3 separate regions of the Mus musculus genome follow, and regions 1 and 3 are each linked to region 2. Evidence: chromatin contacts called from public Hi-C and HiChIP or PLAC-seq data. All regions are on one chromosome and are shown on one strand. The core of a region is the stretch at or near the end of the contact, and the rest is flanking DNA. Distances in the headings are between cores, read along the strand shown. Region 1 has its middle 33 kb from the start of Gm52501. Region 2 has its middle 63 kb from the start of Enkur. Region 3 has its middle 68 kb from the start of Gm13375.

Region 1 (3,865 bases), core at 901-3,400, 120 kb after region 2:
ACAAGTGACTGATGAGGAGCGGAAACTGTGGAGACTCCTGGGCCCTGACCAAAATGCTGGATGCCCATTTGCATGTCTGCGGGGAGTTGCAACCATTCTCCTTAAATTAAATAAAAACACCCTCCAAGTCCTCAGACGCACATCTTACCTAGTTCCTCTACTGCTTGCCTTAGCTCAATGAGGGACAGTCTCCTCCAGATTTTCTTTCAATCACACACAAATGCTTGCCTCCTCCACTTTACAGATGCCACCCATATATTTTAAAATATAAGTGTTTTCCTGGATACATAAAACACATCCACTCGCTGACTCTGGCAAATGCCCAAATGAATTTTATGCAGTAAAGAACACGATTTATGAGTTAATTAAAATTATTTGGGTCATTTATAATCACTGTGAATTGAACTGAGCAGAATAAAAATAAAACTTGCCAAAATGGTAACTGTTTCTCTCTGCCTCACAAAATGGTAACTGTTTCTCTCTGCCTTGCAAAGCCCCCTAGCAAAGGTTTCAGTGCTCGCTTTCTAATCGGCCTGGAATCCAAGGGCTTGTTCTTGGCAGGCAGTGTAGTCTGGAGGGTTGTCATCTGCTCCTGTCTCCCTGATAAGTTTTCATTATGGAGAGCGGTGCCTGGCTGGGCACTGCACAGGGAGCTAGGTGAGGTGAGCATGCATTAGCTTCGCCATCCCCCTCCACACACTCCTCACCCTTCCTGCTAGAGCACTTCCTTAGTAACCATCCTTTGTTCTCACTGGTTACAATCTCCTTTATACTCATTCACACAAAAGGAGCACCTTCTTTTTTCCCTAAAAGTAGTTTATTCCAGGTTTTGATTATAAAATGAGTATGTATTTTAACGTAAAAAATTAAGAAAGACGAGGAAAGTTCAGCTCTTAGCAATAGCTCAGAGTTTGAGCCTTTGCTTTTTTTTTTTTAAGATGATTTTATTTTATGTATATTAGTACTTTGCCTAAAAGCATGTGTGTTCATGACCTGTGTGCCTGGTCTCCTAGTAGGCCAGAAGACAGGTTCAGTGAACTACCTTGTGGATGCTGGGCACTGAACCTGGTCCCTCTGGAAAAGCAGCCAGTGCTCCTGGAGACATGTCCTAGCCATATCTGCAGTCCCATAGAGCTTTACTAAAAAAAAAAAAAAAAAAAAAAAAAAAAAAAACCAAAAAACCTAATGAAGATCAGCCAGCTATAGTGATGCAGAGGGAGGAGGCTGCTGAGTTTCCATCAGCTTGGACTACACAGTAAGATCCTGTTTCAAAAAAACAAAAGTGATCTAGCTCAACTTGATCATTAGTTTTCCAATGTGCTAGTTTTCATTTAGTGTTTAATTTTGAAAATTAATTATCATTGTGTGTATGCGTGTGTGCGGGTCCAGTGTCACAGTGTATATGTGGAGATCGGAGGACAGCTTGGTCCTCGCCTACTGTTGGATTTGGGAATTGAACTCAGATCATCAGACTTGTGTGGCAAATGATTTTACTAGTTGAAAAGAGCTTTAGTAGCTGACCCAGCGAGTCATCTGAATCACCATTAGATTGTGATGATAAAGGATTCCTCATAACACATCCGGGAGTGTCGTCAGAGCTTATTCACTGTTTCCTTGGTAGGGAGCATCTGGTCTCCCTCTAGTAGTTAATGCCAAGTGAACACCTCTTCATGTACCCATGGGGCATGCTGATAGAGGATAACCCAAGAGGTGTCTCTGTTACATTAACTGAGGGAACTGGCTACATATAGCAGATACAGTTTTGAAAGGCAAAGGAGCTTTTGCTTCGTTCCCTTGTTTAAACCTTCAGTGTGGCCAAAGCCAGGCAGCAGGTGAGACAGATGCTGCAGGCCTGTCCTCAAATTGTCAGTCAGGTGAGATAGGAGCCTAGGGGAAAGCTGGCATGTTTGCTTTGTAAACTTCCTGACTTCTCTCTATACCACTTCAAATGCAAGACTGGCCCTACTGGGTGTACAGATTTGGTGTCCCTAACTGTGTAATGTGAACGCACAGAGGCCCTTCAGTGACTATTGAAGAGAGGGATCAATCTAGAAATTGAGCAGTCTCCAAAGACATGAAGTGAAACTTCTTCCACTATGTAGGGAAGCCTGACTGCTGTGGAAGTTCAGGTCCCTGTCTCCCTCTAGCGGTTGATCTGCACACTGGACCAGCAGGATGGCTGCCCTGCACAGACCAGAAGCCAAGATCAGTGGTGTCCTTAAATGCCCTTTGAAAATAATAGGAGCCGTGTTTTTGAAAGTGTCTTCCTCACTTCACAGAAGTTTCTGTCTTAAGCAGGCCATCTGTGTCTGCTTCTGCCACCAGGCATCAGTCAAGATTTTCTCCTTCAGGGAAGCACCTCAACTTCTTTTTAAAAATGAATTCAATAACCCACAGTGGGGGTTGTGGTGTGCGAGCTCACGTGTGTGTGTGTGTGTGTGTGTGTGTGTGTGTGTGTGTGTGTGTGTGTGTGTGTGTGAGAATAAAATAGCCATGGAGTTGACAATGCTCACATAAACTATGGAGGAACACACAAACATACTCTCACACATGCACATACATCACACACATGCTAAAAATTGTTTTCGCTTTTCATAAAATTGAAAGCATTAGGAAAACAATAAAAACCTGAAGAGATTTTAGGCTTCACTAGCAAGCCAGCTGCTTGCTTCAGGCTATGTCCAAAGTCTGTGTGAGAGTCTTTTCTCATAGTTTAGTCAATTGCCTCAGTTAGCCACAGCACCCTATATCTTTTATTGCCTTTTATTGAGTTCTTCATGTGCTTGCCATGTCTATAGCCAGGTGAGCAGCTTGGCTAAATGGAGGACCATCTATCTCCTCCCTGGCCTGGCCTGGCCTCCCTCCCACCCACTTCCTTCCCACCCACCTTTCCCCTCCCTATCTGTACTTCCTTCCCACTTCCTTTCTTCCCTTCTATCTGCCTATGTCCCGCCTTTCTAACTCCCTCCTTCTTATCTAAGGCAAACAATTGGAAAAACTGGCACAGATTTTCATATGTGTCTCCTTAGAGGACCTAATCCACTGACTTGTAACTTGGATTCCAGTCCTAGGCATGCAAACGAAGCAGCCGCTTCTTAGAAGAAAGACAGCTTCCTCTCCGCTGCTGCCATTGTGGCCATTGTGCTTGGCTTGTAATTTACAGCAAGTGCCAAACATAAAGTGAGAAACACTTTCCTTTTTGTCACTCTTGGTTCACCTGTCCAGTAAATGTTCTATTGCAGTTCCAACCACCTCCCTCACACCCACCTCGTTGGGATGAAAGCTGGCTATCCCAGCTTCTCAGTCTGTACTTGGCTAAGAACAGGCCATCTTTCAGGACTTAATGTGCAGCTGCAATGAGAGGGGGACAAATACATCCACCTCACCAGAATTACAATGAGGCGGTGCATCCAGGCTGTATGTCAACTGATGTCACGGTGGGCAAGGAAGGCGGTGACCTGTATGAGTGGTGTTTGTACTTCAGTCCAGAAACCATTGCCCACCCCCTTTTTTGGAGGAGAGCTCTTTATGGACTTGCAGGCAAAGTGCTGGAGGAAAGGAATTCAAAGGATGCTGTTAGCAAAGCTGAGGGGTGGGGGTTATTCTAAGAGGTCAAACTATGCAATATGCACTCGCCTCCCAAGACTTAGTCCTGAGGTCCCGAGGCTCTGGAGAGATGGGCAGTTAGGAGCTGGAGGGCTTTGCATGAGAGGCATTGAGGAAGCTACTTCCTCAGTGTGCTGGCTCCTGCTCTAGCTGGTGTTGAACAACTAAGGAAAAGGGAAGGGAAAAGGGAGGTGAAATCCAGGGTGGGCTGGCACTCACTGATTTTCACTAGGTGATCTGCATTTTATTTAAAACTTTC
Region 2 (4,222 bases), core at 465-2,964:
TAGGAGTGTCGCTCTCGACCAGCAAGAACGACGTGACCACCAGTCCTTCTAACAGCAGTTTATTCCGTCTTCATCTTTCTTCTTTCTCTTCATCAGTACCGTTCCCCAGCTGAAGAGTTCTGAATCCACGCCGGATCCTTCTCAACAGTCTGTTTTACGGGAACACTTTATTAACCGCTCCTTCCCAGTGATGCAGTTCTGAATCCTCCCTGTAGCAGCGGGTCTTCGCTCTTGCCTGAAGATGTTTCTTTTCCCGGGTTTCGGCATCACTTCTGTTGCGCATGCTCAACTGGCCAGGAAGAACGACGCTGCTACAGGATCCTTCTGCACACGTTTATTCAGTCCTGTTTCTTCTTGTTTATATCTCCCTTGTTTATATCTCCCTTGTTTTTATATCTCCCTTGTTTTTATATCTCCCTTGTTTTTATATCTCCCTTGTTTTTATATCTCCCTTGTTTTTATATCTCCCTTGTTTTTATATCTCCCTTGTTTTTATATCTCCCCCGAACCCTGGGCCTCTCACTCTTTTATACTCTCAGTTCCCATCCACGCACAGCAGGCCACGCCCCCTCGCCAGTCACGAGGCTTCAGCTAATCAGGGCAGCAGGGGCAAATCTCCACCAAATTGGATTCACCTGTATCCTGGTACACCTGCGCAGCACTCAAGATGTTTGTGTCTTATATGAGGAAGTCAGGTGCAAGTCATATGACTTAGCTACAGTCCCTGGCACCTTTGGGACTGCCGCCACACCCGCTCCCCACATAGGAGCGGAACCTGGAACTCCTTGAGGAAAGGTAGGTTCCCGATGTTTAACTAAGACCTGTTCAACCTGAACAGTTCTATTTAACCGAGAGGCGTTTCCTTCTGAACCCACTCGTTCTAAATCAATCCATAAACACATCCAATCATTTCCATAAACAGATTAGCTGTGAATTACATGCTGGGCTCTGGAAAGAGGATCTTAATGGCAAACCAGCCTCACCCACCACCTTCACACCTTTTCATTCCAATCCTGGAGTCATAACCACCATCTGCTAGAGCTTAATTTCAAGATTATGGGAGGTGGGTACCCTCCGGTTGACACCTGAATGATCCCCCGAATTGCAGAGGTTTGGATCTGGCCCCACCTTCCATCTTGACACACTGCTGGGTTTTTCTCGCATATCAAGTGAAGGCAGAGGGCACTCTGGCTGCTGGCTTCTGCAGAGTCGCGCTCCACATTCTAAGTTCCAATTGTATTCACTTGCGTTACTTTGCATTTTGGTTGCCCTGAAGAGTTAGTTCTCTGCCGTTTTGAAAACAAAACTCATTGAAGTGCTAATAGGCAGTGCAGAATGGTCTCTCGAGCTGCATGCTGGGGTCTTCCTACACCCGGACTCACAGGCCAGACTCCTTGTGGCTAGCCGAAGTGGGGACTCGGTAGGAGGCAGGCTTCCGGGCCAAAAACCCAGGAGAGAGTGGGAAGGGAGGAGTTACTGGGAACTCTGGATGAAGGAGTGATTTTAGTAGGGTTTTCGTGAGATGGGGTGGAGAGAGGAGGCTTGGATGCGAAGAAGCCAGCGATCTCCGCCCGCAGGAGGAACAAAGCCTTGGCCGTTCTCACCCCAACGCAATTCAGCTAAAGGGGTGGGAGGTGGAAGTGAAGGGGTGCAACGAAGGGAGGAGAGGGGAGGGGCGCGAGCTAAGGGAGCCCGAATCCAGAGTTCGCATTTACCACGACGCCTCGCCTAGAGTCTGGCGCCTTCTCACTGCTCCCGGCCACGTCTCTCGCGGGGAACGCTGGACAGACAGACGCCCGGAGGATGCGTGGGCGTGGGCGGGGGGGTGGGGTGGGGGAGAATGTGGCTGGGCCCGCCCCGCCCCCAGCCTGCGGGCGGGAAAGCTGGGACTAGAGTCGAGCCTCATTCCCAAAGCGGCGCGGGAGCAGCTGTGGAGCAGCGCCTGATGCACCTGAGCGCGCTCCGGGGAGCGTCCCTGGCTTACCGCCCCCCAACCCCCGCCTGCCCCTTTGCCGACTCTGCAGCCCGCGGGGATATGGGACAGGCCTGCGATTCGTTCAGGAGAAAAAGCAGTCCCCTGTTATTTGCCTTCTCAAAGCCCATCGCTGCAGCCCCCAGGCCAGCAATCTCCAAGACTCCTCCCTGCCAGATTTTAAATGCACATTTGTCCCAAGTCAATGCATTAAAAAGAGTCAGTGCAGTGCGTTCTCGAGCATTGGAAGTGGGCCGGAGTATCCCGGAGGACTTCAGAGCTTGGCGTCCTGCCAGGAGTTGGAAAGCTCCACGATCCGAGCCGGCATTTCCTCTGACCAAACCCTAGTGATCCGATGGGTCCAGGGCAGGGACATTTTACAAAATACTGTATCAGATTTACCACTTGACTCTAATTGTCTCAGGTTGTAGCTAAAGGCAATTATTCTACTCTGATTAGGAAGCCTTGTTTTATGAATCTGTTGTTAAACCAACCCCTAATTCCAGCTTTCTAATAGCCCAGCGCCCTGGTTCTTTGTTCTTTCCTCTAAGGTCCTGCTTTCTGGTTATATATCCTTGGTCTCCCATATCATGCCAGAGCCTGCACTCAGCACACTTTGGGTTTAAAGGCCTCACATTAGTTCTCTTGACTATGTCTTCTCCAAAAGATTTTTGCTAGGATAGTGTGTAGTTCAGTGATAGAGCATTTGCCTAGGATGTGAAAAGCCACGGGGTTTCTAAACATAGCAACACACACACACTCACCCACACACACTAGCTTCTTCACTCTTTGGCTAAGATCAAGTGCACACACTGGCAAGAGGAATGCTGGTTGTGTTGCTCTGAAGGGAAAATAGTTACCTATCAATCCATGTTGCCCTAAGTTGGAATAATTGTGTAATAATATTGTACTTATGTTTGGTGGATCAGCCATGCTCAGCACTTTAGCTGTTAATCTCTAAGGACCAGAACTGTGGAAGAAGAGGAGTGTAAGGTGTAGGCTCCCTGACATTAGTCCTTGTGTTTGGTGCCTGGCTGTATCAATGGGTAATGTTCTCTTGCACACAGGTAAATAGTTTCACTCAGAATCATTTTTGTAGCTGCCTTTTGTTTCTGATTTCTTTCTTTAAAACTGACCCAGACAATATTCATCAGCAATATTATTGAAATTTTCAGGAATTGGGATGGAGAGATGGCTCAGTCATCAAGAGCACTTGCTTCTTTTACAGAGGACCAGGGTTCAAATCTCAGCACTCAGGTGGTTGCTCACAACCACCCGTGACTCCAATTCCAGGGAATCTGATGCTCTCTTCTAACCTCTGTGGGTACAAGCCATGCAGGTGTTGCATATGTGCAGGCAAAGCACTCATACACGAAATGAAATGAAATAAAAGAAATCTTAAAAAAATTACAGGAATTGAAAAGTGCTGTTATGGTAACAGTTGAACTCCAGTGTCCAGGAAGCAGGTCCATGTAGCTCAGTGACTACACTCTTCCCACTGTGTATGGTGCAGATCTAGGGTGGAGCTATGCAGTGACCACACTCTTCCCACAGGGTATGGTGCAGATCTAGTGTGGGGCTATGGGTGGTTCACACCGTGCTGGAAGACACATCACATGAGTTTCCAACGGCTTCAATGCCAGACTCAGCCACAAGAATCTCATTGTGAAGTCATAGTACAAATTATGGCGCAGGAGACTTCAAAACATATTTCAGGGCAGGGCACTTGTCTCAGTAGAGAAGCATGTGTTAAGGATACTCACTGGCTGAAAAATGGCAGATAGATGTTTGCAAAAGACCATATGTTTAGACATAAATCCCAATGAATTTCTGAAAAAAAATATAGCTTGCTTGAAGGACAATAAGAATCTTTTATGAATTCATGTTCTAGATCATTCTATAGACATAAACTTCAATGAATTCAGTGTAAAAACTATAGCTTGCTTGAAGGACAATAAGAATCTTTTATGAATTCATGTTCTAGATCATTCTATATATAACATTGTATAAAGAACAATAAATAAACTTTAGAATAATACATTTATATTTCTTCCTGTCATCGTGTCTTGCATTTGTTGGACTATAATTGATAATATGGATCACATGAATGTAGTATAATATTAAATTATAATTGCAATGACCAGAGCAATAATGCTTCTATCTAGGCTTTAATATTAATCATACTTTAGGAAGATTTAGAGGGAGGTGTTTAATTTGTGTAATAAAGGTTCTGAAATAGTTTTGGAGAGA
Region 3 (4,002 bases), core at 1,219-3,718, 100 kb before region 2:
GAAGAGCAGGGAAGCTGCGCTCCCCTCCCCAGGACGCTCGCTCTTCCTAGTTTCACTTTACAGGTGGGCTTCCCCTCCCCTTTTTTGAAAACCAAGAAGACATACTTCTCCAGATGAGGGAGGACATGCACTAGTTGCTGTTTTCAATGGATTTTTAAAGAAACACGCTGCTCCTGCCCGAAAACTGGGAATTTATAAAAATCCCATCACACCTAGACAGGGAGAATTGTTTGATCTTGATGAAATCCAGCAGTGGAAGAAGAGGGTCATATGTGGGTTTTTTCGGTTGCCCTGAGCCAAGAGGTTTCCAGTCATTTCTCACCGCTGTGGAGAAATGTAAAGCAAAATAAACTTAAGGGGTTAAAATCCTTTCTGAGGAAATATTTATTTATAATCCTGATAGCAAACACATACCAAAATTTATCATCTTAAGCATTTTCAGTGTATACAGTGTACAACCAGAATTCTAGAATTTTTTTATTGGCAGAAATGAAACTCCATAGCCAATAAACAGCCAGTCTCTGACAAATAACCATTCTCTCTGTTTTCTATGGCTTTGCTTATATCTCATAGACATTTAGATGCCTTGTAGGAGCAGAATCACATAATATTTGTATTTTCTGTGAATAGCTTCTTTCATTTGGTTTATTTTCTTCATGGTTAATTTATGTTGCAGCCTGCAACAGTCTCCCCCACTGCCCTTTCAGGCTGTTCTCACACTCCCTATGTAGCCAAGAACAACTTGAATGTCTAATCTTCCTTTCTCCACCCCTTGTGCCAGAATTACTGGTGTGTGCCATCATTTCCCATTTATGAGTTACTGGGGAACCAAACTCAGGGCCTCATGCATGCTGGGCAAACAGTCAGCCAATGGAGCAACATCCCCATCTCTTGTTGTTGAATATGCATATGTATATGAATCCTATATTTTGTTTACTTATTCATCCATCGATGCCCTTGACAGGTGATTGGGTTGTTTGTATTTCTTAGAACATTTGCTGCTATGAATATGGGTGTTCTAGGAAATGGTAATTTCTTAAGCTGAGGTACTGTGTTGCCCAGGGAAGAATGAGCACAACTTAGATCTTGCCTGGAGGAGAGGTGCTCAAGACACTTTCTGGAATCACTGACACGTCAAACTATGCCAAGACCTCAAAGAATGTTGGCAACATCTTCAGTGTGTTTGCCCGCTTCCTTCAAAACCAAACAAATTATTTTAAACAAGATCACTTTCCTTTTTGGACTTGTTGACAGTGGTTAGTATTTAATGAAGTACGCTGAAATAAATACTACAAAGGATATAGAAACAGGATATTGATCAAAGACTTCTAAACCACCATGTTTGGCCCATCCATTTATTAGTAAGCCAGACTAGTTCCATGGAAAGATAATTTTAAAGTACTTTTTGTGGAACATATGATTTATAACAGTACTAACTTATGAACATCCTTAATAGGATGTTAACATCGTCATATTACAAAGTCATTTTGATCTTTTTAAGTACCTTGAACCAATTATCACTCCATTGTTAAACCAGGTTCATTACCAATTTTTTTTTAACTCCTGGGCTTCCCCGTGTACCCATCTCTACCCCCTGAATATGCAAATGAAAACTTGTGGGGAATGGTGGCTGCACTTGGTGCTCTTTCTCTTCTGCCTGGAGTAATAATGGTAGAAAGGTTTACATTTACAAATGTATTCCTTCCCAGCAGCAAGCTTGCTCTCCCTGTTGCTATTGCAAAGAATAAAGAGAGCCGAGACTAAACCACGAATGTAAGACAACCCAGAAGGTTATTAGGACCCTCCATCAGCATGAATATTATGCATATTTTATTCCTGTCTGCAGAACTGTGAGACAGAAAGGGTGAGAAACACATGTAGGCAGAGCAGTTTACCTAGAGATGCATTTTGGAAAACATAAATCTTATCTTTTTATAGTAGTTATCAGAGACCACAAAGATCTCTTAATAGAAATTTCTCTATAAGAAATAGGATTCTAAATCAGGTATATAAACTGTAATCCCAGCTCCTAGGAGACTGAGGCAGAAGTATGGTTATAAATCTGAAGCCAGCCTGAGCTACAGTGTGAGATTCTGTCCCAAGAACACAACCCAACCAAAGCCAACAAAAAGGACACTGCATTCCCCACTGACATGTAAGACACAAGAATTTTATGTCTTTGAATTCAATGTCCAATTATCTCTGGTTTTCATTTTTCTTAAGATCAGATCAACTCTGAGCAGATTAATATCACAGATTCAGGAACCGATCACTGCAAAAGTTTATGTGCAAAATTTGACCAAGTTTCTGCATGTGTTCATCCTTACTGGGAGAATGAAAATCTCTTGAGTACACAAAGAGAGCAGCCACTCAGAGGGAAACGGAAGGCTGCCAAGTGCAGAGGCGCTGTCCAGAAAAACCACTGATTGTAAAGAACACTCTCTCTCCTCTCTCTCCTTATATAAGCGACCAGATGTTGTTGAACTGAAGTGTTTTAAAAAGCTCATGAGTCATAGAGAACAGAGGCCTCTGAGCAGGGCTTAGCAGAATTAGCTGAAGCACGCTGTGATTTGCGTGATGAGCAACTCCTAAGTGACAAGTCGATTCTGTACCAAACGATTGAAGAATTCTGCGTTATAAATGCACATGATATTGAAAGCAAATGCTGGGTTAGTGAAGGAGAACTCTGTAAACACTGTGTAATCAACAAACAAACAACTAAATCAGGCCCAATCCAGATCTAATACCCTGGAAGGCATTTTGATTGTATTTTATGCGTGTATAGGTATCAGAGTTTATTTCTGTCCAGGTGGGGAAGACAGATGACGGGAGTGTGAGGCAGCTGGCCAGTCACCTTTCCTACACATCCAGGAAGTCAAGAGCCACAAATGTTCTACTTGGCTTGCTTCCTTCTTCACATTCAGCCCAGGGCCCTTGGGGAGGGAATTATGTCATCCACATTCTCACAGACCACCTCACAGACAAGCCCAGGGTTTTATCTCCTAGGAAGTCCTAACTTCATCCAAGTTTGACGAACTAGGTTAATTACCACAGTGGATATCTCCATGCATATTTTAAAAATAAGAAAAAACTGCCTTTGACCTTTGTCCATTCAAAAACCTTGATAGTTTACGATAGTTGAAAGGACATCAGGAGATCTAGACTTACAGTTTTCAAAAAGTGCAGCTGCAGTCTGGTCCACATGGGAAAGAGGTGGAGATATAATTCAGAAATGCAACATATTAGAAAGAAAGGTGTCTAAGCTCATGGTAACTTGGTGGCTCAATGTCAAATGTTCAGGTTCCACTAAGGCTACCTTTTAAAGGAAGAGCAGTTGTCTGTAAATGACAGCAGAGTCATGAGTCTCTGTGATTCACGTACAAGGCCCTGCCAAAGGTTCCAAGCAGCGTCCGCACCTTCCATGAGCCACAGGGCCTGCTGGATTGTATGGAAGCCTCCACAGTTGCCTGGACCTGTAATAGAGCCTTCTATTCCACGTTCCGCTAAAAACTAGTAGCTTTCAGAGTCATTTGGCATATGGCTGGAGGAAAACACCAGGATGAGGAACGTGCTCCACCCATGATCCAAAGAGGCCCACTAGCCGTTGTGCTTCCTTCCTGGTGGTGAGAAGGGGAGGTGAGACAACTTATTCTTCATTAGAAAGGATATCTCTGCATGCCTCACATTGCCTAGAAATTTTACTGTGAAGCCCTTGAATTTCCGTTGGATTTATTTCCCATTCTTTGATGCAAATCTCATATTTACATATTTTACATATAATCACTGTGCTGAGTAGTTTTATGTTAATTTGGCATAAGCTAAAGTCATCGGAGAGGAGGGAACTTTAATTAAGAAAACCTCCATAAAATCTGGCTATTGGCAAGCCTGAAGAGCATTTTCTTAAATAGTGATGGATGGGGGAGAACCCAGGCCATTATAGGTGGTGCCAGCCCTGGGTTGGTGGTCCTGGGTGCTGTAAGAAAGCAGGCTAGGGCAAAGCGG

What was found. Hi-C and Micro-C count contacts between places; a contact is called where the count stands out from the background. HiChIP or PLAC-seq counts read pairs in DNA pulled down with a chosen protein or histone mark.
Region 1: a contact with region 2 is called in a Hi-C map of muscle stem cells, with 2.7 times the contacts expected there. The contact joins two enhancer-like sites. A contact is called at or near these places in 4 of 484 Hi-C or Micro-C datasets (the HL-1 cell line, Sertoli cells, muscle stem cells and 1 more) and 1 of 115 datasets of contacts at active chromatin or transcription factors (pancreatic cancer cells).
Region 3: an H3K27ac HiChIP or PLAC-seq map of stem cell-derived neural progenitor cells shows a contact between it and region 2. The contact joins two enhancer-like sites. A contact is called at or near these places in 7 of 484 Hi-C or Micro-C datasets (cortical neurons, forebrain, nephron progenitors and 2 more) and 3 of 115 datasets of contacts at active chromatin or transcription factors (SST interneurons, pancreatic cancer cells and stem cell-derived neural progenitor cells).

The regions. Positions count from the first base shown.
Region 1 is chr2:21,259,666-21,263,530 of GRCm38.p6, forward strand. No RefSeq gene overlaps it. Among named protein-coding and RNA genes, the nearest start is that of Gm52501, 33 kb to the left of the region's middle. Within about 2 kb of position 2,151, at least 43 of the 459 cell types and tissues checked have an H3K27ac peak or open chromatin away from gene starts, as enhancers often do. A contact at or near this core is called in muscle stem cells, where this site is marked.
Region 2 is chr2:21,140,192-21,144,413 of GRCm38.p6, forward strand. No RefSeq gene overlaps it. Among named protein-coding and RNA genes, the nearest start is that of Enkur, 63 kb to the right of the region's middle. Within about 2 kb of position 1,715, at least 166 of the 459 cell types and tissues checked have an H3K27ac peak or open chromatin away from gene starts, as enhancers often do. A contact at or near this core is called in SST interneurons, cortical neurons, forebrain and 4 more, where this site is marked.
Region 3 is chr2:21,034,908-21,038,909 of GRCm38.p6, forward strand. No RefSeq gene overlaps it. Among named protein-coding and RNA genes, the nearest start is that of Gm13375, 68 kb to the left of the region's middle. Within about 2 kb of position 2,469, at least 110 of the 459 cell types and tissues checked have an H3K27ac peak or open chromatin away from gene starts, as enhancers often do. A contact at or near this core is called in SST interneurons, cortical neurons, forebrain and 3 more, where this site is marked.